2 separate regions of the Zea mays genome follow, and region 1 is linked to region 2. A link is a contact called in public Hi-C data. All regions are on one chromosome and are shown on one strand. The core of a region is the stretch at or near the end of the contact, and the rest is flanking DNA. Distances in the headings are between cores, read along the strand shown.

Region 1 (2,903 bases), core at 334-2,833, 230 kb before region 2:
TTCTTCGCCTCTCTTCGACTCTACGCCGATTAGAGGAGTCTAGGTCGGCCGGCCCGAGCCTAGACACCACCTAGGATCTCTCCTCCCCGACGGGGTCCCTCCCGGGAGCGAGATCTAGGCGCCGCCGACGACCTTCGCCGCCCCTCGTGCGCGGACCGTCCGGCCCCAGGGCGCGGACCGTCCGGCTGTCAGGCAGGGAACCTTTGCCCCTACTCCAGGTCGCGGACCGTCCGGCCCTGTGCCGCGGACCGTCCGTGCCTGACCAGAGAGCACCGCCGCCGGTTCTTGTTGAGTGATTGGCGCTCCGAAAAGGCGTCAACATACAGTTTCACCATTGTCGTGCCTCACCCTTGCTCTTCCTGCTTTATGCAAAAATAGAGTAATATTATACACAAATGGAGGTTTGAGTTTTATGGATTTTGGTTTCACATTCACGTCCACCCAATCAACACAACAAATGTTTTTATGATTTATTAAAACAAAGTTTAAATAAAAACGTAGCAATGCACAATCTTCATACCATACTACCAGTTACCACTAGTGTCCGAACCCCTTGATCGGCAACAACCGATGCATGCAACAAATATACTGATTGGTTCACAGTGGCCAAGCAGCGAGCTCGCGCGTAGCCGGTCAGCCAGATACGACGATTTCTGCCGTACAAGCACATGCAGACAGATAATATTAAAATAACTTATTTTACATCTATTTGTATAACTCACGCCTCCACATACAGATAATTAAACATATATTAAAATAAAATCAACACATATGGTGGTCCAGAATAAGATCCTTTAAATAGAGCATGCAGATCTAGTCGGATAAGAACGATAGCAGCAGCCGAATCCCATGGCCATAATTGGCAAAATCTTGGCCATGCCTTCCGTGAGGTTTCGGCTATTGCGCAGCACGCATAAGATGGACCGCTCTGTCCCTTCCTCACTACACAAAGGTGTTTTCTCCCATCCAACTTGCAGCACATTGTCTGTTCATATCAACCCCCTCTTCGGACCTACATCTACTCTAGTAGCACAAAGAAAACAACAGGGGAAAAAAACCATCGGAGAGTCCGCTTTTACAACGCATGGATTTCAAAGAGGTTATATATGATTTTTTTGCGTAATGAGTTACTTTGTGGTGAAATATGTTCATTCCGATTTTAAATCATTGACTTTGACATGGTTGCTTGTACTCGCTCCGTTACAATTTATAATTAGTTTAACTTTTTTAACCTAAGTTTGACTCACTCGTCTCATTCAAATAAAATTCATCTTTATTATTACTTTTTAACGTGACATCATTTAGAATACAATATAATTTAAATATGGCTTTGATTTTTTCATTTTTTCGCGGAATTATTTCGATGAAAAGTGGCATCTTCGTTGACAGCAAGGCACATGCATTGACTTTACTAGTCTGGAGATATGTCAGGTTATAAAAAGTAGTTTATGCATGTGCTAGAGCTTGCTTGGACAAACTTATTGTCCTGATAGCGCGGCTGAGCTGAGTAGGACAGTGCAGTAGGCCCACAAAGACTCGGAATAGGAGCCCGCCAGTTTGGTCCAGGCGATGGGCCAAGCGGGCTAGCCCAAACCACAACAGGTCGTGCCACCTAACTCGACGTGACATGTCTCCCCTAAGGTCTGCCCGTGTTGGTGTTGGTCCAAAAGTGTGGGAACCTGGCTCACGACTGTCCCTTTTTCTCACTCTATAACAGCTAGCAGCTAGACCCCGAGCCTCAAGCTGCTTCGTCCACCAACTTGGCTTCCAGCGTCATTGGCTCGCTGTTGCTTTGTGTCAAGGACTATATTATCATGGATCATCAGATTCGTTCACTTCCCTCCCGTCAGCAGTCGGGACGTGAAAAGTCATAGAAGTTCGTTCCCTTTCCCAGCAATACACACTTAGAGAACAAATGAGACACAATATGTATGGTTATGTCTCTGCCCTCTTTCTATCTTCTACTCTCTTATAAAGGGTATAATATATATCTCTTTATATAGAGACGTGAAACCTTTCTTAGGAACATAAGTGGTATTCACGGTCATGCTTCGCGGATCTCGTGTACTGGAGCAGCATGCAGTAGATGTAGATGAGATACAGATTCTTTGGGGGAGGATCGATTCTTTGTGTGGTGCTGCAGCGATACAGACTACAGTGCAGCGTCATCGGGCAGGCAGGTAGTGCGAGTGGAAAAAAGGACGGACATACAGTTAGTTCTTGTTCGGTTATTCCAATTACATGTGTATTGAAATGGATTGGGATAGATTTTGACTTGTTATGGATTTAAACCGACTCAATACCACCCAATCCACATGGATTAACGGTGAAACGAACAAGCCCTTAGTTGGAGAATGATTTTAGTCCCGTTAACCTTTAACAGTCCCTGATTTTGTAACCGAGGCCAGAATGACTTCTTTCCTTTTGTAACCGAGGCCAGTACGTACGTTTCTTATCACCACACCTACACGCTATATCCAACTTAGTCTTCTATGATTTCGCTTTAGATTTTCGTGGAGGACCAGGGCCGGTCCTGACATTTCGGGGGCCCTAAGCAATAATATATATGAAGGCCTTATATGAAAATTTAAATTTACTATTTTTTAACTTTTAAATAATATCTGAAAAATAAAAAAGTTGATAATTTACACAATTTTATTCAAAATGATATGACAGGAGACACTGTTACAATATTTATGAGTCGTAAAATTATATAACTCTGCCTTTGGTTTGACTTTTGAGAGCGAGTATTTTTACTTTTAATTTGTCAAACTAACCTAAACCTTAAAATGCACGGTAAACCAAATCTAAATACATTAGAGCAAATTTTCTGAAAACAAAGTTCAACAAACTAAACAATGATTAAGCAACATAGGTTATTAGGGTCGGCGTAGGCTAGAATT
Region 2 (2,972 bases), core at 433-2,932:
CTCGGCGATAACGGTGCCGTGGAAGACCACGTACTGCATGTCGGTGAGCGTGCACACCGTGTCGAACAGCAGCTTGGGCCGGTCGCGGCACCGCACGTTGACGAGCGTGTACCCGCGCTCGGCGCAGTCCTCCACCGCGACCACCGGCACGCCGTTGCCGTTGCCCGACGCCTCGCCGCGCTCGCGCTCCTCCTCGCCGTCGCCGTCGCCCCCGCCCTCGCGGCGGGCGCTCCGGTCAGCCTGCATCATCTGGTGCAGGCGGCGCGGCGCGTGCTCCACGCGCGCCGACGATACGGCGGCGCGGGCGGCCTTCTTGTCGCGGCTGCTCCCGCGCAGGACGTGGCGGAGCAAGCGCTTGACCGTGTCCAGACGCGCCGGGTCGTCGATGGCGCCGAGGGTGTCGGCGTCCGTCACGTGCACCAGCGCCGCCACGCGGCCGTCGTGCGTCCAAACCTCCGACGCCACCACGTTGCACCTGAGGTCGGCCAGCACCGCGAACACCTCCGACAGCAGGCCCGGCCGGTCCCTGCCCACCAGCTCGATGGTGGTCTGCGCCTCCTCCGCCTCCGCCTCCACGGCCACCAGCCGCTCCGGCGGGCCCCGGAAGCTGAGCGACCCCGCTCCCAGAGACTGAACGACACGGAACCGGATCGTCAAAACCGAAGCTAACTGAACCGCAGGTTGCTCTGCGCTCGTTCTGTTCTTGGCTGGCGTTGAATTGAACAGCCAGCCAGACAGCCAGCGACAGGGACATGTGCACTTTACCTGCTCAATTCTGTCGATGACTTGGCCGTCGTAAAGTTTATTCCCATCCTGATCCACGACATGGAACACTGCAGAAAGGCGAAACAAGGCCACACACACACCCACCACACATCAGGATCGGGGGGAGGATAGAAAGATTACACAACCGAAGCAAAAGCTAGGCTTTGCATAATTGCATTGCATCACCACCCCCGAAAGGCACTATCTTTCTTTCTCTCATCTATCTTCCTAAACTTTCCAGGGACGGCAGGGAGGGAGGCAACGGCACTCACCGTCCATGAACCACTCGCCGTCGGAGGAAATGTAGGCCCGGTTGATGGTCAGCTTGAGGTCGGTCAGCACCTGCACCACCTCCAGCAAGGTCCCGTACTTGTTGGCGCTGTCCACCTGCAGCAGGCAGAGATCGAACGAACACCCGCTAAGAGAGAGGAGAAGAAACAATAAGAAGAGCTCTGCAGAGCTGCGGCGGCGCTTGCCTTCACCAAGGTGGCAGTCATGTCGGAGTCGTTGTCCACGGTGACCCTGCGGGGTGCCAAACGGCCAAGAAGCAGGCACGGTTAGAAGAGGGCGACGACACAGCAAAAGGAATGGGGTTGGGGGGAAGAAAAACAACCTTGGAGGGTTCATTCTGAGAACCAGCTTCTCGTACTCGTCGACCGTCTCGCTGGTTCGACGACTTCGCGACCCACACGCCATCGCTGTGCAAACCTCGCTCGCTTTGCTTGCTTGCTTGCTTGCACAGGCGCTAGTGTCTCTCTCCGTCCCCGCGGCCCCGTGGGTTCTCCTGAGCTCTGAAGAAGCGAAGCTCTCAGCTAGTCCTAGTGATTATATATATATCTTGGCCATGGCCTCTGCGTTCGTGGCCTCACGGGGTTGGGAGGGGGGAGAGGACAGCAGTAGCGGCATGCCAACTCGTGGATTTGTGTATGCATTCTCTTTTTCTCTCTCTGGGGAGTGGGGTGCGTGCTGTGTGCAAGTGGCTGTGCTTGTGTCTGTGTGTGGTTTTGTGGGCAGGCAGTGGTGCTTGGTTGGTGTCCCTTCGCTGGTTTGAAGGGAGATGTTTGGGGGAAGAAAGAAAGAGACCATCCCATTCCCAGTAGGGGGAGCTTGTCTCTGCCTTCCGCGCCTGCCCATAGTGGACATGCCTGGTCTCTTGCTAGGCAGCGATCCGGGGCCTGTGTTCACTTGCTTCATCGTTTTCCTCTTCGAGGAACGCATAGAACTACCGTGCCTGAGGGACCACGCACGGCTCTCGCATTTGGACGTTGTAGTAATACATTGCTGCCTGCTTATTAGTGCCACGGCAGATTAAAGTTATGTATTGACGGAAGGTTTGCGCATAGCCTGGCCGACCGGATCATGTGGCACGACGATATTCCTGTCTTTCCTTCTTTTTTTTCCTTCCCTTTTTCGGTTTTATTAGTCAAGGAGTAACAGTCAACGAGGAACCATGCATCGTGTGACATGACACATGTAGCCTTGGTAATTTATTAGCCAAATTATTTTGTCAAAGGTTTGAAGTTTGGTATTAAGGCGTTGTTCCAAACCTATGGAGCTAATCCTTGGTCAACCACATAATACTATGTAAGTTATTAACTAAGGTGGTGTTTGGTTTTAGGAACTAATTTTTAGTCCCTTCATTTTATACCATTTTAGTCCTTAAATTTTCAAATATAGAAACTAAAATATAGTTTTAATTTCTGTATTTAGCAATTTAGAAACTAAAATAAAATAAAATGGTAGGACTAAAAATTAGTCGCTAGAAACCAAACACCTTGCAGCTAACTGCTAATGGTTATTCGGGATATCGCTAAACATTGGTTGGTCTAACTTTTCGGTTACTTTTAGCTACCAAATGTTACTGGCTATTAGTTTTAGAGGCTTGAGCCTACTAACTTACTGTGTCTGATCTTTATCCATATCTGTATTCTTAAAATTAAATATTTAAAATATCGTTATCTATTTAAATTTTATCCGACACAACTCAATCTGAATTCGAAGAAAGAGAAAAATATGAGAATAGATATAGAATAAGGGCATGTTTGTTTACCCCAATAGATTATATAATCTGGATTATTTTTGGAGGATTATATAATCTGGATTATATAATTTGGATTATATAATCTGAGTAGTCCTGTTTGTTTACCTAGATTATCTGGCGTGTTTCTGTTGGGCGGCGGGCTTCTCTGATCCGATAGGCGCAAAAA

Evidence for each region. A called contact is a pair of places that touch in the nucleus more often than the background predicts.
Region 1: a contact with region 2 is called in a Hi-C map of ear, with 2.7 times the contacts expected there. The contact joins the enhancer-like site here to the promoter of LOC100383590 in region 2. A contact is called at or near these places in 6 of 25 Hi-C or Micro-C datasets (bundle sheath, ear, leaf and 1 more).

What each region holds. Positions count from the first base shown.
Region 1 is chr4:48,355,866-48,358,768 of Zm-B73-REFERENCE-NAM-5.0, reverse strand. No RefSeq gene overlaps it. Among protein-coding and RNA genes, the nearest start is that of LOC103653231, 83 kb to the left of the region's middle. Within about 2 kb of position 1,583, at least 17 of the 20 cell types and tissues checked have an H3K27ac peak or open chromatin away from gene starts, as enhancers often do. A contact at or near this core is called in bundle sheath, ear, leaf and 1 more, where this site is marked.
Region 2 is chr4:48,127,280-48,130,251 of Zm-B73-REFERENCE-NAM-5.0, reverse strand. LOC100383590 reads right to left here and starts at 1,682. Exons shown (of 7, transcript NM_001176238.1): 1 at 1,379-1,682; 2 at 1,242-1,287; 3 at 1,038-1,152; 4 at 766-833; 5 at 1-630. The coding sequence starts at 1,461.